3 separate regions of the Mus musculus genome follow, and all the other regions are linked to region 2. The links are chromatin contacts, called in public Hi-C maps. All regions are on one chromosome and are shown on one strand. The core of a region is the stretch at or near the end of the contact, and the rest is flanking DNA. Distances in the headings are between cores, read along the strand shown.

Evidence for each region. A called contact is a pair of places that touch in the nucleus more often than the background predicts.
Region 1: a Hi-C map of the N1E-115 cell line shows a contact between it and region 2, with 15 times the contacts expected there. The contact joins two enhancer-like sites. A contact is called at or near these places in 4 of 484 Hi-C or Micro-C datasets (the N1E-115 cell line, cortical neurons, olfactory sensory neurons and 1 more) and 1 of 9 other capture datasets (embryonic stem cells).
Region 3: a Hi-C map of the N1E-115 cell line shows a contact between it and region 2, with 6 times the contacts expected there. The contact joins two enhancer-like sites. A contact is called at or near these places in 1 of 39 promoter capture datasets (neural stem cells), 2 of 15 datasets of contacts at CTCF or cohesin (large pre-B cells and stem cell-derived epiblast-like cells), 3 of 484 Hi-C or Micro-C datasets (the N1E-115 cell line, bone marrow-derived macrophages and nephron progenitors), 19 of 115 datasets of contacts at active chromatin or transcription factors (astrocytes, cardiomyocytes, craniofacial prominence and 13 more) and 5 of 9 other capture datasets (adipose tissue, embryonic stem cells, liver and 2 more).

What each region holds. Positions count from the first base shown.
Region 1 is chr2:36,211,046-36,214,550 of GRCm38.p6, forward strand. No RefSeq gene overlaps it. Among named protein-coding and RNA genes, the nearest start is that of Ptgs1, 18 kb to the right of the region's middle. Within about 2 kb of position 2,191, at least 32 of the 459 cell types and tissues checked have an H3K27ac peak or open chromatin away from gene starts, as enhancers often do. A contact at or near this core is called in the N1E-115 cell line, where this site is marked.
Region 2 is chr2:35,904,968-35,908,082 of GRCm38.p6, forward strand. All of the region lies in intron 3 of Ttll11 (tubulin tyrosine ligase-like family, member 11), which reads right to left. The region is part of intron 2 of Gm35396 (predicted gene, 35396); the gene reads left to right. Among named protein-coding and RNA genes, the nearest start is that of Gm35396, 23 kb to the left of the region's middle. Within about 2 kb of position 1,369, at least 23 of the 459 cell types and tissues checked have an H3K27ac peak or open chromatin away from gene starts, as enhancers often do. A contact at or near this core is called in the N1E-115 cell line, where this site is marked.
Region 3 is chr2:35,568,352-35,571,684 of GRCm38.p6, forward strand. It overlaps a transcript of Dab2ip not described here. Among named protein-coding and RNA genes, the nearest start is that of Gm13446, 11 kb to the left of the region's middle. Within about 2 kb of position 1,575, at least 8 of the 459 cell types and tissues checked have an H3K27ac peak or open chromatin away from gene starts, as enhancers often do. A contact at or near this core is called in the N1E-115 cell line, where this site is marked.

The sequences.
Region 1 (3,505 bases), core at 941-3,440, 310 kb after region 2:
CTGGCATCCGCTCAGCCCTGAAGCTCGCTCATGGATCTAGGTTCGAATCCCTGTTTGCAGTCTTCCTTAATTTCCCCTGAGCCCAGCTCGGGGTCAGACCCAAGATGCCCTTAACTCCCTCCAGCATGCTCACTCCTCAGCCCACCCTCGAAGTGGAGTTTTACTAGCTAAAGAGAAACTAGTAACAGGGCTCTAGTGAGGTCTCTTGCTGCAAAAGGGGCTTCCTACATTAGATCCTGAAGGACCCTCTCCTGGGCAGATTTTTACCCACCAGCACTGTGATGGATGGGGAAACTGAGGCCTGGGAGAAGATGATATTGCCTTAAGGTTGCCAGTCACAAAGTCTTGCTAGCTCAGAAGTTTGGCAATCCCAGGGGCCTTCTCTCTTGTGTGCCTAAGACCTTTGTGGCTGAGTGTTGTAGTAGATTCGATTAACACTAGTCTAGGTATTAGTGAGGGTGGTAATTAATTAATAATTATTTAATTATTGATTAATAAATTCATAACTAATTAACTATGAGGGTGAACCAGCTGCACACTGTTACCGAATTCCCAAGAATCAGAGGCCCAGGGATGTCCAGTAAATGGCTGAGGTCACACAGCAAAATGGTTGTGAAGTAAGATGACCTCCACGCACAGTTGGACCTGGACCTCTCTTTGGCGATTCTGTCTCCCGCCTACTGACATGTTGGGGACCTATCCTGAAGTGCCTTGGTTGGCTGGGCCTAGAGATTCTGATCATGGAGGAACCGGCTCCTCTCCACCCCTGCCCCCCACCCGGGAACCCTACACCGAGGGTAATTGAGATCAGATGCGGCAGTGACCCGAAAAATGCTCCCGGGAACCTGGAAGCATTTATTGTCTGCAAGGGAATCCAGGGCTCTCTCCCTGCTACCCTCCCTCCCTCTTCCCTCTCTCCCTCCCTGCCTCCTCCCCAGGCAGAGCCTTGGGTACTGCCTGAGGTTAGAGCTGGGCCTTGATGAATAGGGCTGCTGAAAGCGAAGTCCAGGCTTCCTCCTTCCTGGGGATATGGTTACAGGGGGCCAGACTTCCTGCCCCTCTGGCATCCTCTCCTTCCAGAGTGGATCTGCTGGCTTTCAGGGTAGGAGCTGAGCAGCTGGCCCAGGTTCAGACAGACTGGAGCTCAAATGTCACCTCCTCAGGGAGGCCCTCCTTGACCACCCCATAGGAACCAGCCCACCTACAGGCAGTCCTTCCTTCTGCTTAGATGGCTAGCAGTTATTTCTTCTGTTTACCTTGCACTCCAGGTAGCTGAGGGAGAGCAAAGGCTTTGCTTTGCTCATGACCATGGATTATAGTTTCTATGCCCACACATATATGCTCAGTGAATACCAACTGGATGCAGCCCTGATACGGGAATGGCTCTCATTGACCTCTGACAGTGGGATGTGACCTTGAACCTTTGCCTCTGACCTCCAGATCCCACATCATGACAACTTCATCCTCCTTTGGTTTCAGGCTCCTGTTTCTGCGGCTTCCTGTTCTACCTGTGTTCTACTGTCTCTGGCCCTGACTTGGGAGCTCCAGGCTGATCTCTGACCTCAGGTTCTGATTGTTGTCTGCCTTGGCTTTCCATTCGACCGACCGACTGTGTGACTCTGGCCAAACCTCTTGCCTTTCCTGAGCCAGCAGGATTCTTCTTCAAACAAGAGCCAACCTGAGAAGCCCAGGATGGATTTGTGACTAGCAAAGGTGGAAGGTGGCAAGGAAGGGGCTGATGCTTGAGTCCCCTGTCCCCTGGTGGTGGCCCTGGACAGTCCTGCAGATCCCTAGTTTTGAAGAACATAGTTTGAAAACCCACTTTCTTGATTTTTTTCCAAAATATTTTTTTCCTCCACGTGTGTGTGTGTGTGATTTTTTTCCTCCACGTGTGTGTGTGTGTGTGTGTGTGTGTGTGTAGAGGACAATTTGCAGGAGTAGCCTTCTGCTGCTCTATGGAGTCTGGGGATTGGACTCGGATTGTCAGGCTTGGTGGCAAGCACCTTTGCCCGCTGATTCATCTTGCTGGCCCCTTCTGTCTTTTTGTGCCTCTGCGGTGCCTTTTCTGAGGGACTGGCAGCAGCATGTCATTTCCTCCTGTCACCAAAGTGAACGGACTCCAGTGTGTGCTGGCCGTAGTGCTAATCATTGCCTCTGTAAGCAGCCTGGCACGGTCACAGGGGTATGGCAGGGCGAGCTGATGAAGCGTTGTCCCTGGGTGCACATTGTCTGGAATTCAGCCCCACCCCTCTGTCTTCCTCATGCTGATCACAAGGCCTGGAACAGTGCCCACAGATAGTAAGTGCTCAGTGAATGTACAGACAGCCAGGGAGGTTTCCTGTATGTGACCTGTGATGAGCTAACAGGCTGTCTGTTACCACCTCTGCATTAACAGTGATCTCAGAAGCCGCACATTTCCATTTGCCCTGGTCTCTTTGCGGGGCTTCCACTTGGGGGAGCCCGGGCAAGCCACCCTCGGGCAGTCGAGCATAGTCCCCTGCTCTGGACACTCAGGTTCTGCTTGTTCCAAGTGCTTGGTACCTGCTGCACGGCTGAGATGCAAATAACAGGACAGTGTGGGGGAGGGGATCGGGAAGCCTTTCCTGGGACGCCTCCAAGGGCTGATGTTAGGGGGGTTTCACTCAAGGGGGTGGGAGAGGGGCAGGAGAGAGTTCCCCTGGAAATGCTAAGGATGTGCACAGATGGCCTGGTGGTGGCTGGGTGAGTGGCCAAGGCAAGGGAGTGATAAGGATGAAGGCAGGTAAGAGAACGGTTTCAGGCTGCTCAAGCAGGTTCCCCAATTCCACTCCAGCAATAGCAGGCCATGCCAGTGTAAAACTGGTCTCAGTTTTACACCATGGGTAGAGTTGGGGGTGACTCAGACAACAAAATGTCTCAAAATCTGTTTCCAGGTTACAGTTCTTAGAGGTGAAAATGTAAATTTCCTAACAAGCCTCACCGCATAGGACACCTGCTCTGGCTAAGCCGTGTGGGAGTCCACTTCTCGTGCCTTTTCCACCGGGCCCTTTGGACTCTGTGCATGCAGGAATTTGTTTCCTAGAGGCCCTGGCAGAGGTCCTATTCCAGTTGTACCAGTGGTTTCTCCAGCCTGGCTAGCAGGAAACCTCCTTTTCCAGCCTGCCTTGCCTGAGCAGACACGAAAAAGGTGGCCTATGCTGCCACCTGGTGGTCACTTCGGAATACTGTCCTGTGTAGGGGAGTTTCCCCTGCAATGTTGCACTAAGGACTTTTACTGAGGTATCGACTCTGTCACGTGGCTTGCGTTTTGTTTTTCCTAGGCATGGGTATTCAGAACCCTGGCTGTGTGTGCAGAAGCCTGAAGTTCATAATCTGTTCTTCCTTTCTCTGCATTTCAAATCCAGACTGTGTGGAAAATGTAAAAGAGAAACTCAGTATCTTTTCTATCCAAGGGTTAAACAAGACACATTTCATTTAAAAACAAATGGAGAGAAGCTACTTGGCAGAAAGTCAAATTCCTTCCATG
Region 2 (3,115 bases), core at 119-2,618:
CCTTTCCTGCAACAGTGACCTTGACGCTTATGTCATTATTTAATATTCATCCGAAGCATCCACACGCACAGCCTTTACAGCAAACATGGCTGCTATGGACGAACGACAGCCGTGGATCAGCAAGTGAAAAATGTCAAGTTTGCACTGGTGGGTAATTTTTCCCTCTAGAAAGCTTTTGCTAGGCCGATGATACTAACAGTTCAATATATTATCAGAGTGATATTTTCTCCTTTGAATTCAGGGTATGTGCCTTAAATAAATTAAACTACATGGTCAATAGTCTCTGTCATTCATTACAGTGTTAAATATTTCTTCCTCTCTGTGCCAGAGTCATTACAAATCAAGATTATTAATTCTAAGAGAATCGTTGAATTTTCTGAACCAAAAGGATCCTCGGAGACCGACATCATCCCATCTGCTCATAATGCAGAGGGGAGGCTGAGGCTGAGGGAAGGGGCGGGGCCCGCCTGGGGTCCCATGATTGGCTAGCGAGGCAGGTGGGGTGAGAGCCTAGGTCTTTGATCCCACCTCAGGTTCCCTGTGACAATTTTATTTTTGATAAGATAAAATGAAAGACCCGTTTTTCTGATTCCTATAGCAAAGACTTTTTGTTTTGTTTTGTTTTGATTTGTTTTGTTTTGTTTTGTTTCAAGAGAGAGTTTCTCTGTGTAGATCAGGCTGGCCTTGAACTCAGAAATCCCGCCTGCTTCTGCCTCCCAAGTGCTGGAATTAAAGGCGTGCGCCACTACTAATCAGCCAAAGACTTTAATATCTCAGCCATTACTAATATCTGGGCTCTGACCTCACCCTGAACATGGCTGTCTTGGAACTGTGTCTTTGAATCCTGAGCTGTCTGGGATACCCCAACCCCAAATCTTCAGTCTGGGTTCCTAATGTGTTCAAAAGTGCCACAGCCTGGCTCACTAACTGCTCTGCAGGCAGGACCTAAGTGTGACCCCCAGCACCCACATAAGAAAGCTAGACATGGTGGTGTAACACTGTGATTCCAGATCTAGGGAGGCAGAGACAGGAGGAACCCAGGGCTGGCTGCCCACTGGGCTCCAGGCACAATGAGAGACCTTGTCTTAAAACGGGTAAAGAGCAATTGAGAAGGACCGTTGGCTTTGACATTTGACCTCTGACCTCTGACCTCCACACATATGCACATACAAGTGCTGGGTCTAGGAAATGAGGTTGCTATATTTCCAGTCCCCTCAGCCATTACTTTAGCCAAAAAAAAAAAAAAAAAAAAAACAGAATTCCTATCTTCTGAACCTTTCTGGTTTTGCTTAACAGACATCTTTCCACTCAACGACTGAAGCTAAATATAGCTTCTGTCTCTGGGCCCAACCTCACCCTCACCTTCCACTGAAACTCTGACGATTCTGGCTGAAGCCTGAATATGTGATTCTGTCGTGTGCACTGAGAACCACCGGACTAAAGTGAATTAATTAAGCCAAAATAGCATCTGAAGCCACTGTCTGAAATGAAGTTCTATGCCTTAGTGTTGGCCGGAATGTGAGGAAGACGGCTCTTAAACTACAGCTGATGGTATCTTTGGTTTATCCAACTCTGCTGTCGGATGTGAAATCCATTATCTTGTAACTGTATACTCGGATGGCTGAAAGAGATACATAGGGGATGCCGGCTGGCTTGCCTGGCACTCAGGAGGCTTATTGAAAATTTTCTGCACCTTTACTGCCCCCTAGTGGTATTCTGGAAAGGCGTCTGAGAAAGCCTGGCTTTCCAACATTACTTAAGTGGGATATTATTAGCCTGAAAACGGAAGGGAATGATAAGACCAAAACCTTGAGCACTCTGTGCAGAGAAACAAGCCAAACACAAAACCAAAAGGACTTTAGGATCCCACTGTGCAAGGTCCCCAAGAAGTCAAATTCTTAAGAATTTGAAGTGGCAAGAATACAGAAATAGAAGGGGTTGGGGTTGGGGGTGGGGTGGGGTGGTTAGTAGAGTTAGCAATTTAATAAGGACAGAATTTCAGTTACTTAAGGTTTTAAAAATTCTACAGTTGGATTGGGCAATATTTGTACCACTGAACTTTACCCTCCAAAAATTATGAAGCTGATAGAGTCCCTGCACCCAAGCATGTGGGCCTAGGTTCTAGCCCCAGCAACCAGATAAAAAGCTGGGCATGTGGCATGTGCCTATAATGCCAGAATCGGGGTGGGGTGGGCAGCACTGTGACAGGCAGATCCCAGCAGCTCTCTGATTGGCCAGCATAGCGGAAGCGATGAACTCCAGGTAGTCTGGAAAGCTAACACCAAGGACTAGCTCAGAGATTCTTGACAGCAGTCTCTGGTCTCCATGTGTACACACATACGTGTGCGTACATCTATGTGAAAACATACGTGTACCCTCCCTGCCACACAAAAGAAAAAATAGGCAAAGCTGGTAAACTTTTGTTATGTGTGTTTGCACCAATTAGCCTTCGCTGAGTTGAAAGAAGTGTAAACCAGAAAAATCTGGATTTTGGCTCCAGTGTTGCTAGGATATTTCTGCCTGTCATGTGACCATGGAAGGTCACTGGACTTTCTTCTGTGCTCTGCCATGTTCACCTATAAAATTGAGGGTTTACTAGAAGGTCCTGGGGCTCAACCAGCTAACTAGTGCTAAGCAGGGGATTCTCTATTGGAGGCTGTATCACAAACATTCATGGAACCACCAGAGAGATCATGCTGTGCGTTACCATCAGCACACAGGGTGACCTGTGAGCTCAGGGATTTGCACGGGAGATTTATGACGAGTTTGCATCAAGCAGGCAAGGCCTGTGTGAGAAGCAAGGCAGAGCACCTGGAGGGAGGAAGTTCAGCAGCCAGACTAGAAAGCCACAGAGCGTTATTAGCAACAAGGGGAAAGCATGGGGACAAGTTCTGAATTATGATGACACCAGAGATGTCAAAGATAGTTAGAGCCATGTTTTGTCACATTGGAAGACCTACGTTTCATTCTAACAATGCAGGCCATTGGTGTCATGGGAACGGGCTGTGGATCTTCAGGACAAACAAGACTCTGATAGACAAAGTGTGTACTGGGCAGGACACAAGGGACCAGTCCAACAGCTGTGAGGTCTGAGACTCAAGGGAAATTCCAACTC
Region 3 (3,333 bases), core at 325-2,824, 340 kb before region 2:
AGAGAGGGAAGGGAATGAGGGAGGGGGAGGAGAGAGAGAGAGAGAGAGAGAGAGAGAGAGAGAGAGCACCACCCTCACTGTCCTAGAGTAGAAAGGGCTACAGACGGAATGTTTGAGCAGGGAAGGACAGAGTACCAAGCTGTAGCCAGCAACAGTCTAATGGAGCCGCCTCATCCTTCAGTTGACCCTGGGCTCATTAAGATCAAGCTACGGCTGAGGGCCAAGCAAGCTGCCTGATGAACAAAAGAGCTTGTATTTGGAGAGAGGACCATTAGCCAGGACCAAGGGAGGGTTGCAGGGCTGAGGAATGGCTGTGAGGAGCAGAAGCAAGATAAGGAACTGAGGGGTGGGGAGAGCAGTGTCTCAGACTTCAAACCACAGCTCTACCCAGTGGAGATGGTGTTGATGTCCTGCCCTAAGGTGAGAGATGAGAGACCACAGACCACATTCCAGGCTGGGACCAGTCAGCATAGAAAGGACAACGCAGCCTGGAGCACCCTAACCCATGTCCATGTGCTGTGTCTCAGAAGGAACCAGGCTGTCTGGTCTGTGTGTGTGTGAGGGAGACTGGGAGGAGAGATGGGTCATGAAGCTCACAGGCCCCTAGTCTGTGTCTGGTCAGATGAGCTGCCAAATGCAGATCTTGCCTATCACCTTCATTGGCTTTCCAGAGTCCTCAAGATTAATCTCCAGATCTTAAACAGATCTTGAATTGTCCCTAAAGGTCCTTGACAAGTCTGGGTAGCTACTTCCTCTACCTGCAAGGGTCACCAAGTCCAAGCCAGGTTTCAGTCAGGCTGAGTGGCTGACAGCTCCTTAAACAGCTCCTCCAATAATTCCTGTTTATCAGTTCTGGGCCTAAAACACCTGCTTCCAGGCTGGGTGTAGTGGTGTGCGCCTTTAAACAGCACTCAGGAGGCAGAGGCAGGCGGATCCTTGAGTTTGAAGTCAGCCTGGTTGACAAAGTGAGTTCCAGGACAGCCAGGGCTATACAGAGAAACCCTGTCTCAAAACACACACACACACACACACACACACACACACACACACACACACACACACACACACACAGAGAGAGAGAGAGAGAGAGACAGACACAGAGACAGAGACAGAGACAGAGACAGAGACAGAGACAGAGACACACACAGACACAGAGAGACACAGAGAGCCTGCTTCCTCTTCACACGCAGTGCCTAACCCCACTAGCTCCTACTCTGAGTTGGTGTCCCTTTTTGCGCATATCCTCTGGGAAGCTTAGTATCAATAGCAAGAGTGTCGATGGTGTCCACCATGTCAGGAGGCAGCTGTCCAGGGGAAGGGGTGTCTACTATAAGGCAACAGAAAGTGGTAACTGGGGTCACTGGTTAGAAGGTGGTGAGAAAGGACAGGAGGATTTAAATGACACACAGAGAAGTGGATAAGTAGTCAGGGCACAGCTTGTCCTGGCCACCCGGCATGTGCAGGGCACACTGAACTTGTTGGTGCTTGGGAACAGACACTACCAGACAGGTCACGTGGCAACCAGGTCCAGCTGGCTTTGCTGAGGTTCCTCTTAGACTGCCGCAGGGACAGTCAGGTGTTCTGAGGTGGGACCCAGGGAGGCACAGCTTAGTTCACACAGGTCTCATCGGCCTTCACTGAGGAGACATGCGGGGCTGTGAGCGGGAGAGACCTCTTTTACTTACCCAACTCCCAGCAGATCAGCTTCCTTCCAACTGGCGGTTTTCTTCTGACATGGGAGTTCTGAGCTGAATACAGTGGCGATGATCCCAGCCCTTGAGAGGCGGAGGCTGGGGATCAAGAGTCCAAGGTTTTCCTTGTCTACCTAGTTTGATGCTAGTTTGGGCTACATAAGACTCTGTGGTAGGTTGAATAAGAATGGCCCCCATAGGTCCATAGATTTGAATGCTTAGTCACCAGGGAGTGGAACTGTTTGAAGAGATTAGAAGGATTAAAAGGTGTGGCCTTGTTGGAGGAAGTGTATCACTGGAAGGAGGCATTTAAAGTTTCAAAAGCCCATGTCAGGCCCAGTCTGTCTGTCTCCCCTCGCTCTCCCCACCCTCTTTCTGCCTGCAGATCAGGATGTAATCCTTCGCTCTTGTTCCAGTGCTATGTTCCCCACCATGGTAACAATGGACTCAGCCTCTGAAACTGTAAACGAGCCCCCACTTAAATGCTTCCTTTTATAAGAGTTGCCTTGATCATGGCGTCTCTCCACAGCAATAGAGCAGTGACTAAGGCAGACTCAGGCTCAAAACAAACAGACAATTTCCCTCCACATCCTCCCCACAAAATGAGATGAAACAAGAGTTCTGCAGCTTGTCGATTTAAAGAGCTGGTTTTAAAACCTGGGAATGGGGACTAATCCCAGTGCGGACAGGTCAAGAGGACTGTTGAATTCCAGGCCACAAATTCAATAAGAAAGCCTAATCCTGCTGTTCCTGTAGAGATGGAAAGGCAAAGCCTACAGAGACCTGGGTGTGGCCTCAGTCCCCAGGGAGAATGGTGACAAGCCAGTCCACCTCCTGACCCTTCCTGTGGAACCAGGCCACCCTCTGCCGGAAGGATAGTGTTGGACAAATAAGCATCTCAAAGTAGGTTTTGTTAGCACGCAGGATGACAACAGGAGACACTGGCTTCTGAATGGGAAGTGGGTGCAGGGAGGAGGCTCTGTGCAGAAGCTGCAAGCAAAGACCAGAGCTGGGCAGCTGGGCAGCTGGGCACGCCTCATTGAGAGCCTGGTACCCAGCCAAGGCTGCACTGGGTTTAGAATTAGACTCGTGGTTCCATTCCTGACTTTTCTATCTCCTCACTACATCTACTTTGGCCAAACAGACCTCTTCTGAAAAAAGAAAAAACAGTAGCAATCACTTCTGGTTGATTATAAGGGGTTAAAGTGACTGAACGCTTCAAGATTCTTCCCCCTCCTCTCCTCTCCTTTCTCCTCCTCCTCCTCTTCCTCCTTTTCTTTCATAATGAGACAGGGTCTCTTTCTAAAGCCCTGACTGGCCTGAAACGCAGTGTAAACCAGGCTGGCCTTGAACTCTGTCTGCTATGTCTTCCTCTGCTGTGGGGTGCTGGAGATCACCCGCAGGTGCCGCCATGCCTGGCTCAGGATTATTACAGAGTATGAATTCGGGAAGGTTGAGATCCCAGCCAGTCTTCTTATTCACAGTATGACCGGAGCGAATGCCTCACCCTCTCAGCCTCAGTGTCCCCATCTGCACACTCGGCAGCCGCCACTTCCTCCACAGGATGCGATGTGTGGTAAAGTGTTAAAATAGCTAAAATCGGCTCCCATCTATGACTATCATTAGTTTTACCCACATAACA